2 separate regions of the Mus musculus genome follow, and region 1 is linked to region 2. A link is a contact called in public HiChIP or PLAC-seq data. All regions are on one chromosome and are shown on one strand. The core of a region is the stretch at or near the end of the contact, and the rest is flanking DNA. Distances in the headings are between cores, read along the strand shown. Region 1 overlaps Ttpa (tocopherol (alpha) transfer protein). Region 2 holds the start of Wwp1 (WW domain containing E3 ubiquitin protein ligase 1).

Region 1 (4,728 bases), core at 1,411-3,910, 310 kb before region 2:
ACCTTTAATCTCAACACTCAGGAGGGAGAGACATGCAGGTCTCTGTGAGTTTGAGGCCAGCATGGTCTACAGAGAGAGTTCCAGGACAGCCAGGACTACCCAGAGAAACCGGAGAAAAGAAAAGACAAGAAAGGCGAGGGGGAGGGAGTAGGGAGGGGAGGGGGAGAAGGAAGAGAGAAGAGAAGAGAAGAGAGGAGAGGAGGGGAGGGGAGGGGAGGGGAGGGGAGGGGAGGGGAGAGAAGAGAAGAGAAGAGAAGAGAAGAAGAGAGCTCTACATGAAATGAAGCTCAACAGGAGAGGTTAGTGAACATCAATTCCTTTGCATCACCTGTAAAACAATAAATCACATACCCCAGATGTGATGTGTTTCAGTTACATGGGCTTAATAGCTAAGACAGTCTGTGTTCTTATTTGTATAATTTACACATCTAGGTAAGTTAGAAATCAAAACAAGTTTAAAAACAAACAACACAGACATTGGTATAAACTCTGCCCTCACCTACCATCACTGGATCATTTGTCCATCACCCACGCTTCTGTGTATACTGACAAAATACATTATTGTAAAACTATAGTTGTATGTTCTGATTCTCCCTTTTTCACAGAAAAAGCATGCCATCAACACTGATCTGCACTGGCATGAATTTCTCCTCTAAAACATACCCTCCAGTCCTGTGTGGATTTGTCACAGTTTTTCCACCCCCCCCCCCACAGTGAATGCTTGGAGGTTTTAATGATTGTCAGTATATGTGCCTTTGTTGCTATACAGCTTTATCTGTTTTATAACTTCCAGAAACTGCTGACATAGTTTGTCATGGCTATTACTATACTGCCCTCTAGAGGGACCATACTTTACTCTCCAGTGATACCTGAGAGTCCGGTTTCCCAAGAGTCTCCCAGCCAGTAATGATAGATATTTCAAAAGTAAAGGTAAATTTTAATTTATAAGAGTAGTATTTGCAATATTGGTCCAATGGTTTAGTGCAAGGAACATGGGAATATAGTAAAAAATCCTTAAATGGAAAGAGGTAAGATGTAATCACGAATATATTTTACTCACCCGGTCCTTAATCTTTTCAGTCAGAAATGGTTTAATCATGGAGAAGACAGCATGGAAAATGACTGGCTCATTTATCAAATGGATCCCACGAACTTTCAGTGGAAAGGAATCCTTTCGAAAGGAAAGGATAATAAAAACCTTAATAACGCAACATAAATACAGCAGTTACATTGCTAAAGGCAAGTCTCTTGTGGAACACATTATAAAGTTCTGGTACGAGTCTGAAAGATGGCTCCATGGGCATCGTACTTGATGCACAAGCATGAAGACCTGAGTTCAGACCACAAGTAGCCATGCACAGCCATCATGTCTGTGTCTGTCCCCAGAGCAAAGGAACAAAGGAGCAGAGGCAGGCAGATCCCCACTCTACCCAGCCAAGTACGAATGGTGAGCTCTAGGTTCATTCAGTTCAAGGCCCTGTTTCAAAATATAAGATGGAGAACCATAAAAGACACCACACATTAACCTCTGTCCTCCAATGCATTTTGGTGAATACTCATGTGTGCGTATACTCAGCAGAATCTAAAGTGACTTAATTTTCAAAATGATTTATTCCATCAACACAAAAACCTGGTTTATATATCATCAGTGCACTCAGAAAAGATCTATAGAAAGCTTGTCCCCACTCCCCCTTAGATTAGGCTGAGTATTTTAAGAGCCTTTCAGAAAAACAAAATCCACTCTAGTCACACATAAAGTGTCTCCTAAGTAAACAATGACAATTGGGGACATATTGATCTAGTATATTTTTTTAAAAATATATATTTTTAGAGAAAAAAATTAAACATCCCTGAAAATTAAAAGAACATAACAACAGGCACACACTTTTTAAACATTGACATCGGTATATATCTTTATATCTTTAGTATCAAAGTCCTAAAAGGTTGAGACCTAAAAGAAAAATAGATTCATCAATAGTTTTCTTATCCAAAAGTTCAATCACTACTGTTAATGACACTGTTAGTGACACTACTGTTAATGACACTACTGTTAATGACACTGTTAATGACACTACTGGTAATCAAGACGTTTTCTTCCTCTTTCATGAAGAATTTCCCATCTTGCAATTTAGAAATGTATTATTAATTTCTTTTTACAGATTCTATGTATAATTTTATTTAAACTTAATTGCCAACACACTCTGCAATCCTCTTGTATCCTGCTCTCTCCTATTGTTGCAATATGATTTGTGGGGAGCATTGTGAGTTCTAACATTGTTGAGCTGGTCCATCAAATGATGTGGCATCATTTACGTGATCACTTCCCTTTCTCCGCACAAGCTGTATCTAATTTTCTTGTATTAGACACCATGCTGCAGGCACTGTAGAACAAGGGAGGTGACTGTAGAACAGCTTTTACCTTCAGCTGACCTAAACTTGGATCCTTCAATCATTTCTGACTCTAAACTGTTCGCCAACACCTAGGATTACCATTTGAAAGACAAATGGCAAACACTTTTGAAAGACTTAGGAAAGTAGCTAAGGCAAAGTAAGCTATTACCATTACAATGCACAAAGTTCAGACTCTATTCAGGATTACCCTTTGTCTAGGTCCCAGAGGTAAAATTACTATATTAATGGCTATTCTCCCCAACACCTGCCCCCCCACCCCCACTCCTAGGGTTTCTCTGTGTAGCCCTGGCTGTCCTGGAACTCACTTTGTAGACCAGGCTGGCCTGGAACTCAGAAATCCGCCTGCCTCTGCCTCCCGAGTGCTGGGATTAAAGGCATGCACCACCACCGCCTGGCTGATTATGACTATTTTTAAAGACTCTGAGATTTGGAAAGATGGCTCAGTCAGTCATTTGCTTGCTTTGCAAACACTTGTACTTGGGATTGATCCTCAAATTCATTAGGTGGAGGGAGTTAAGCAGGTTGGTATATGCTTATAATCCTAGCACTGGGGTGGTGAAGACAGGCTGCTAGGATTCATTGGGGCCAGCAGAGCTTAACCAGTGAAGGCCAATGACAGATTGTGTCTCAAAATAGAGCAAATGGTACTTCAGGAATGGCCCCTAAGGTTGTCCTCTGCCTTCCATACATACATTTACACATGTGTAGCTACACACACAAGAACAAAGTTACATACAAAGACTAGACTTCTGAAGAAAAGAATATCAATTTATAGCTGGCAAGACATGTGACATCTTATTGTATAATTTTATTTATGAATATTTTTGAGTCAGTTTTAGTGTTACTGTTGTTATCTTATGTAGCGACTGGCTTCCTGATCTTCCTGCTTGCTCAAGACAAAGCCTGAGATTACACATGTGTTCTACCATGCCTGGCTTGACAAAAATAAAACAAAATCACTTTGTTATTGAAATGTATAATTTCTGGTTATTTTATGTTGAATATACTTAGTTTTTAAAGTTTTCTACATTTTTAATGTAATTATATTTACTGTTAATACTTTTCAAATATGTATCTATCATTTCTAATGTTTCTAGAGGTGAATAAAACCAGACACTATTATATAGTTATCACTTAACAGTTGAGATGTATACTCACTGTAAGTACAGCAGCAATCTTCTTGGCTACAGATGGGGTAATTTGGAAAGCATGAGAAACCTGCCAGCCTTCCAGGTCAAATATAGCTTTAACTCCATTGCGTTGAGTTTCCACCTCCTGTACAATGAGCTCTGATGTGATCAGACTTACACGAAATACATCATAAGCTGTAAAAACTTTTGGGTCCCAGTATGCTACAACAAATAAATAAAAAGACATCACATCTTAGGATGAAGACTCCTCCACATCCTTGGATGAAGAATCAGAGATATTCTTTACGGGAACGGATTATTTTAAAGCCTAAAGGATGCTTAGAAATAAAATCATGAACAAAGGATCATAAATCAAGTAATACATTGAACTGAGGCCCAGATATTTGCCTGCTTCTCCCTCCTTCCTTAAATTTCTGGAAATTAATAGATTTTAGGAGTATGGGATAGGGATGTATGCAGACCAAATGTGATTGATAAATGAAGTCATATCATCACTTCAAGACTGTGCATAGAAATGGAAATGTTTAGTGCCGCTGACTGTGCTTCAGGTTCAGAAATAGAAAAGTATGAGCCTGGGTTGCAATCAGTAGCAAGTATCATAGTAGCTTGTAGTTTGGATCTGAAGTATACCCTCAAGGTCATGTGCTGCAGGCGGGGTTCCTCATGCTTCAGTGTTCAGCGATAGTGCTTTCTGGAGGGAACTAGCTCAAGAGAGCTCTAAGCTCATCAGTGGATTAAGCAATCTATGGATTCACAGTGCACATAACTTAGTGCACTGTTGTATGTTGAAAGTAGGGTCTGGTTGGAGGAAGTGGGTCACTAGAGATGTGTACTTGAAGAGGACATTTTGTCTCTTGTTCTTACTTGTTGCCTCCTGAACACCATAATCTTTTAAGATTTCCTCCATCCTGCTCTCCCTATTATGCTCTGTTGCATCAACACAATCCTACAGTAATGAAGTCAACCAGTGATGGGCTTGGACCTGTGGAACTAATCTTTCCTCCTTTTGTATTGATTTCCACAGGAACCCTGTCACAATGATAGACAGACAACTAACACAGCAACCAAAGAGGTTTCCAAGGGAAAGGCCTGTGGAGCAGATAGACAAGCTGGTCACATGCCAGATCTCCAGGACCAGCGGAACAGAGCAATCATGTCCTTGCAG
Region 2 (4,413 bases), core at 500-2,999:
TTTTGAAGCAGCTAGTACATTTATTTACAGAGATCTTACAGGGGGGAAAAAAGGGTCCAGGAAATGTAAAGGCAACACAGTTTAAACACACAGCCAAGTGGACACATTCAGTAATCTCCTAGCACTACAAATAGCATATGAGCTTGAAGGTGCTCTGAAAAGCACGTTGTCATAAGACCTGTGGACAGGTTATTACTGTGCCCAATGACCTTAAGCATTAGAGTGACATGATGTTTGGTGTCCGCTGGAAACTTGACAGAATCTAGAATCACCTGGGAGATGGCCTATTGACATTGCCTTCAAAGGATTATCTTGCTTCTGGTAACTGAGGTGGGCAGGGCCATTCCATGGGCTATATGCAACAAAGGCATGATAAGCATGCCTCTCACTCTATTTCCTCACTTCTGGTTTATTGTGACCAGCTGCTTCAAGCTCCGGTCACTAGGTATGAGCCAGCGTAAACTCCATTTCCCTTAAGTTGTTTTGGACCAGTCATTTATCACAGCAAGAGGAATAGGTTGAAGAAAAGTAAAATTGTCATGTACATTTTTGAGAGATTTTTGTGCACCATAGGCATATGCCCCTAACTTATATGTAAAATTAGGGGCTAGTAACTAATGGACCAGAGTGGAAAAGAATGAACGTTTGTTCATTCAAGTGGTATTTACTGAGTCCTACAAATACTCATGGAGCCTTAGTGTTCTTCTTGGTAGACTACTTTTTTCTCTTCTTCAAAAGTTGCAGCAACAACGGAGTGAATCAGAAAGGTGGTTTAATGTTAACAAGATATTTAGAACAGAAATGTTACAAGGTGATTAGGCTGAGAACTTGTTACCTATGGAGTAGTGAAGTTAAAGGTGTCACAGGCAACAAGAAGCCAGGATTCGTGAACTTTTCTGACAAGAGAACTAGTCGGCTCTGGGGTGGGTTTAAATTAATTTGTGAGGTCTAGCTGAGGTGTTTGGCTAAATGTACTATTTATTCTGGAAGAACTTTTGTTCTTTCTCTGAAGTAGAATGGCGGGCCATATGGTGAGTAATGTGGTCATTACACTGCAGTGTGACCTTTCTCGCAATGTAAATTACCAACAGCTCTTTTCTAAACCAGTTGACTCATTGTGTCAAAGAGTCAAGAGACAGCTACCTTTCAGAATTACTGTGTCCATTAACTGTACGAAAAGGGATATATGCACTTGCTCAATCAGTAGTAGCTTTGTCCCTGGGCCACTGTGGTGCCAAGAGAAAGGAACAATTTCATTACCAACACAATGGTCTCGTGTGACTACCATTACTAATGGACCCTAAATCAAATATTAAAGCGAGGTCAAGGGGTTTTCCTTCGCAGCCTACTTTGGCTGCGAAAGCACGGACGTGCCTGGAGGGTCTTCCCTGAGGTTATGCAGGAAGCTCTGCAGCTGACTGAACAGACCAGGTAGCTGCTGTTCACAAGTCACCACCGGCTTCCCGGCGGCTGCCCCGCCCCCTTTCCGGCTCTGGCTCCACCTCCTCTCCCTTATTGGTTGGCGTGCCTCTCCGCCTGACCGCCTGGAAGACCCGGAGGAGCGGAGTGGCCCCTAGGCGGGCTGGGCGCGCGCTCGCTGCGCATGCTCGAGGGCAGCTGGATTCCCGGTCTGGACCAGAGGCTCAGAGCGGCCCCGGCGGGGAGGCGCGCCCGTGCGCGGCAGCGGCAGCGGAGTCGCGAGCACGCTGCGCGCTCCCGAGGAAGGGAGGTGTAGGCCGGGGTGGGTGGGGGGAGGGCCGGGTGTCGGCGCGCTTGGCGTGCGGGATCCGAGTGGCTGCGGGCGGCCTGAGCTGCCCGGCCGACGCCTGCTGCGAGATGGCGATCTTGGGCGCGGAGGGCTGAGGAGGCGCCGCCGCGGTGGCTGCGGGCCCCGGGAGCCGCAGCTTTGCGCGGGTAAGTACAGCGGGGCTCTGGAGGGCGGCCGGGCCGGAGTTCGCCGGGGTGGGGTCGCCGGGCTTGCCCCGAGCTGGCCCTGGCACCGGCCTGTGCGGGTGACACCGGAGCCCGGCGAAGTGGCTCGGTGACTGCAGTGCTCAGCCTCCTGACCGGCGGCTTGCTGGCGTCCCAGCTTCCCCGCCTCAGAACTGCTGCCCTGACTTTCACCCGGATCCCACCGGCGCGAGCCGGGACGCCAGCCTCAGAACGTCCTTTTCTGACACGTTTTTAGCATTCAGCTTTTTTTTTTTTTTCACTGACTCCGCACCTCCTCTCACCAACAATCTTAATCTCCACCTTTGGTGACCTGGTAGGTTCAAGTGACCTTGCAAAATTTTCTAATCCTCATCTCGTGATTTGGGTCCTTTTCCTTTAAATCTTCTTTTAAAATGTAGTATTGTTAGGATTTGGTACTTTGCCCGTCGCCTTTAGCCTTTACAGTCCTTAAATGATCAGTTTGTGGCTTAGGGCTGTATGGCTTTCTACTCATCGGTTTGGAGTTGTAAGTTCTTTTGCTCTAAGCGATTCCTCTTCATTATTACCAAAAAGAAGGTGTATCTATTATGCTTTTGAAATATTTTACTCGTCCACCATAAAATATTTCACAAATGTCTGTGTTTTCCCTGTTAATGTTTCATCTTTTTGTGTGCATAAAATTGAATTCCTCCCCCTAAAATGCCGCTACTTAGAGTTATGGAAAAAAATGCCAGAGTTACCTTCCCACTCCCCATTTGGTGTTTTTTTTACCCCTGATGAAATACCCTGTTCACAGTTGTCTGTAGGTTTCTGTAAGAGTTTTTGCTTATGTATAAATCCACTTAACATGTCTCACCAAGTCTGTATGTAACTGCTAGTAAAACTCTCCTTTTAAAAAAGACATTCTTTCATTTATCTAACTTCCTTGAGCCATAAAACTATGTGCTTAAGCTGACTGAAAATTACCATTTTTTAAATAACTAGTTAACATTTTAAATTCAAAGATAATGTCCAAGTGTTGGAGCTGTTGAAATTGAGATGCTTGAGAAATGTGACTTAGCTCTTTGAGACATAGATTATTAACATTTCCAAATAATTCTTCACGTAAAATGTAGAGCTGCTTTTAAGACACTGTACTTTTGAAACCCAGGGCATGGCTGATCAGGTCTCTTGCCTTCAAAGAGATGGTAATCTCTTGAGTTGGCTGAAATTTCTGTTACATCCTTGCACAATTATTAAGCATCAACTGCATGACAGTGAGGTATTTGGAGGTATATGTAGATCAAATGGTTAGCAGCTTCTGTCTTTGCAGGCTATGGAGGAGGTATGTGTGTTGGGTTATATACCGATGCTCCTTTTATGTCCCTGTGAATAAATGGCAGGATCTCACTACAAAGCCCAGTCTGGCCTTGAACTTGCCATCTTCCTGCCTCTGAGGTCATAGGTCTATGCCACCATGCCCAGAATACCTTTGTGTGCGTGTGTGTATGTTTCATAAATATATAAAATTGTCTCAAGTCGAGTTCAGAGAGGGTACTTCTTACATGAGTTAAGGGGTTTTGTATTTTGAGGACTCTGGACTGAAGGGTGGCATGAAGGATGACAAGAAGTCAACAAGGAACTGTAGTTCATGTAGAGGACTCTAAGAGGGTTTGGATGGAGTCTGCAGGATTTCGGATATAGGGTAAGAAAATTTGAAATAAAAACCAAGACCAGTAACAAGGTGGTTTTTCTTTCTTTAGTTTTGTTTTGGAACAGGTCTTGCTACGTAGATGTGACTGTTCTGGAACTTGCTTGCCCTGTGGATCAGGTTAGCCTTGAACTCAGAGATCTACCTATCTCCCTCTGCCTTCCCAGCCTTAGAATTAAAGGGTTCGCTACCACTCTTGGCCCAAGAGTTATTATTAAATTGAGATGAATTTCAGGTTACTAGACAGTGTGGGGCCCACAGGAGATTGTTGAGTTTAAGAAACAATTTTACACCTTGGCTTAGAAAAATTAATCTAGTGGCATTGTGTAGTATGAATTGAGGTAGGAGGAACCTGGAAATTCATAAATTACCCCAGGATTTCCATCATTACAGATAGCAGGGGTCTGACCAAGTGGAAAGGACAGGAAAGCAGGATAGAATTTGGCAATCAAGTTAAAGTTAAAATAATTGCCAAGATGACTCAGTGGGTAAAGGTGTTTGCTGCCAATCCTGGTGACCTACACTTGATCATAAAACCCCCTTGGTAGAAAAGTAATCTACTCTCCAAAGTTGTTGTCCTCTGACCCTTATACTTGCACAGTGACACAAACACATCCTCTTCCCTTCACAAATTTTTTTTTTTTAGAAGTCGGGGTCTTACTGTGTTGCTGTGGCTGCTTTGGAACTCACTGTGTACACCAGGCTGGCCTCGAACTCACAGAGATCCACCTGCCTCTGCCTTCTGAGTGCTGGGATTAAGGCGTGCATCACTATGCCCAGCTGAAATAATT

Evidence for each region. HiChIP or PLAC-seq counts read pairs in DNA pulled down with a chosen protein or histone mark.
Region 1: a contact with region 2 is called in an H3K27ac HiChIP or PLAC-seq map of embryonic stem cells, with 11 read pairs. The contact joins the enhancer-like site here to the promoter of Wwp1 in region 2. A contact is called at or near these places in 3 of 39 promoter capture datasets (3T3-L1-derived adipocytes, maxillary cranial neural crest and pre-B cells), 46 of 484 Hi-C or Micro-C datasets (B cells, the Ba/F3 cell line, CD4 T cells and 29 more), 9 of 115 datasets of contacts at active chromatin or transcription factors (bone marrow-derived macrophages, embryonic limb bud, embryonic stem cells and 5 more) and 1 of 9 other capture datasets (pancreatic islet).

The regions. Positions count from the first base shown.
Region 1 is chr4:20,020,228-20,024,955 of GRCm38.p6, reverse strand. It overlaps Ttpa (tocopherol (alpha) transfer protein), which reads right to left. Exons shown (of 5, transcript NM_015767.4): 3 at 3,571-3,764; 4 at 1,061-1,171. Among named protein-coding and RNA genes, the nearest start is that of Ttpa, 14 kb to the right of the region's middle. Within about 2 kb of position 2,660, at least 5 of the 459 cell types and tissues checked have an H3K27ac peak or open chromatin away from gene starts, as enhancers often do. A contact at or near this core is called in embryonic stem cells, where this site is marked.
Region 2 is chr4:19,706,340-19,710,752 of GRCm38.p6, reverse strand. It overlaps Wwp1 (WW domain containing E3 ubiquitin protein ligase 1), which reads left to right and starts at 1,749. Exons shown (of 25, transcript NM_177327.5): 1 at 1,749-1,914.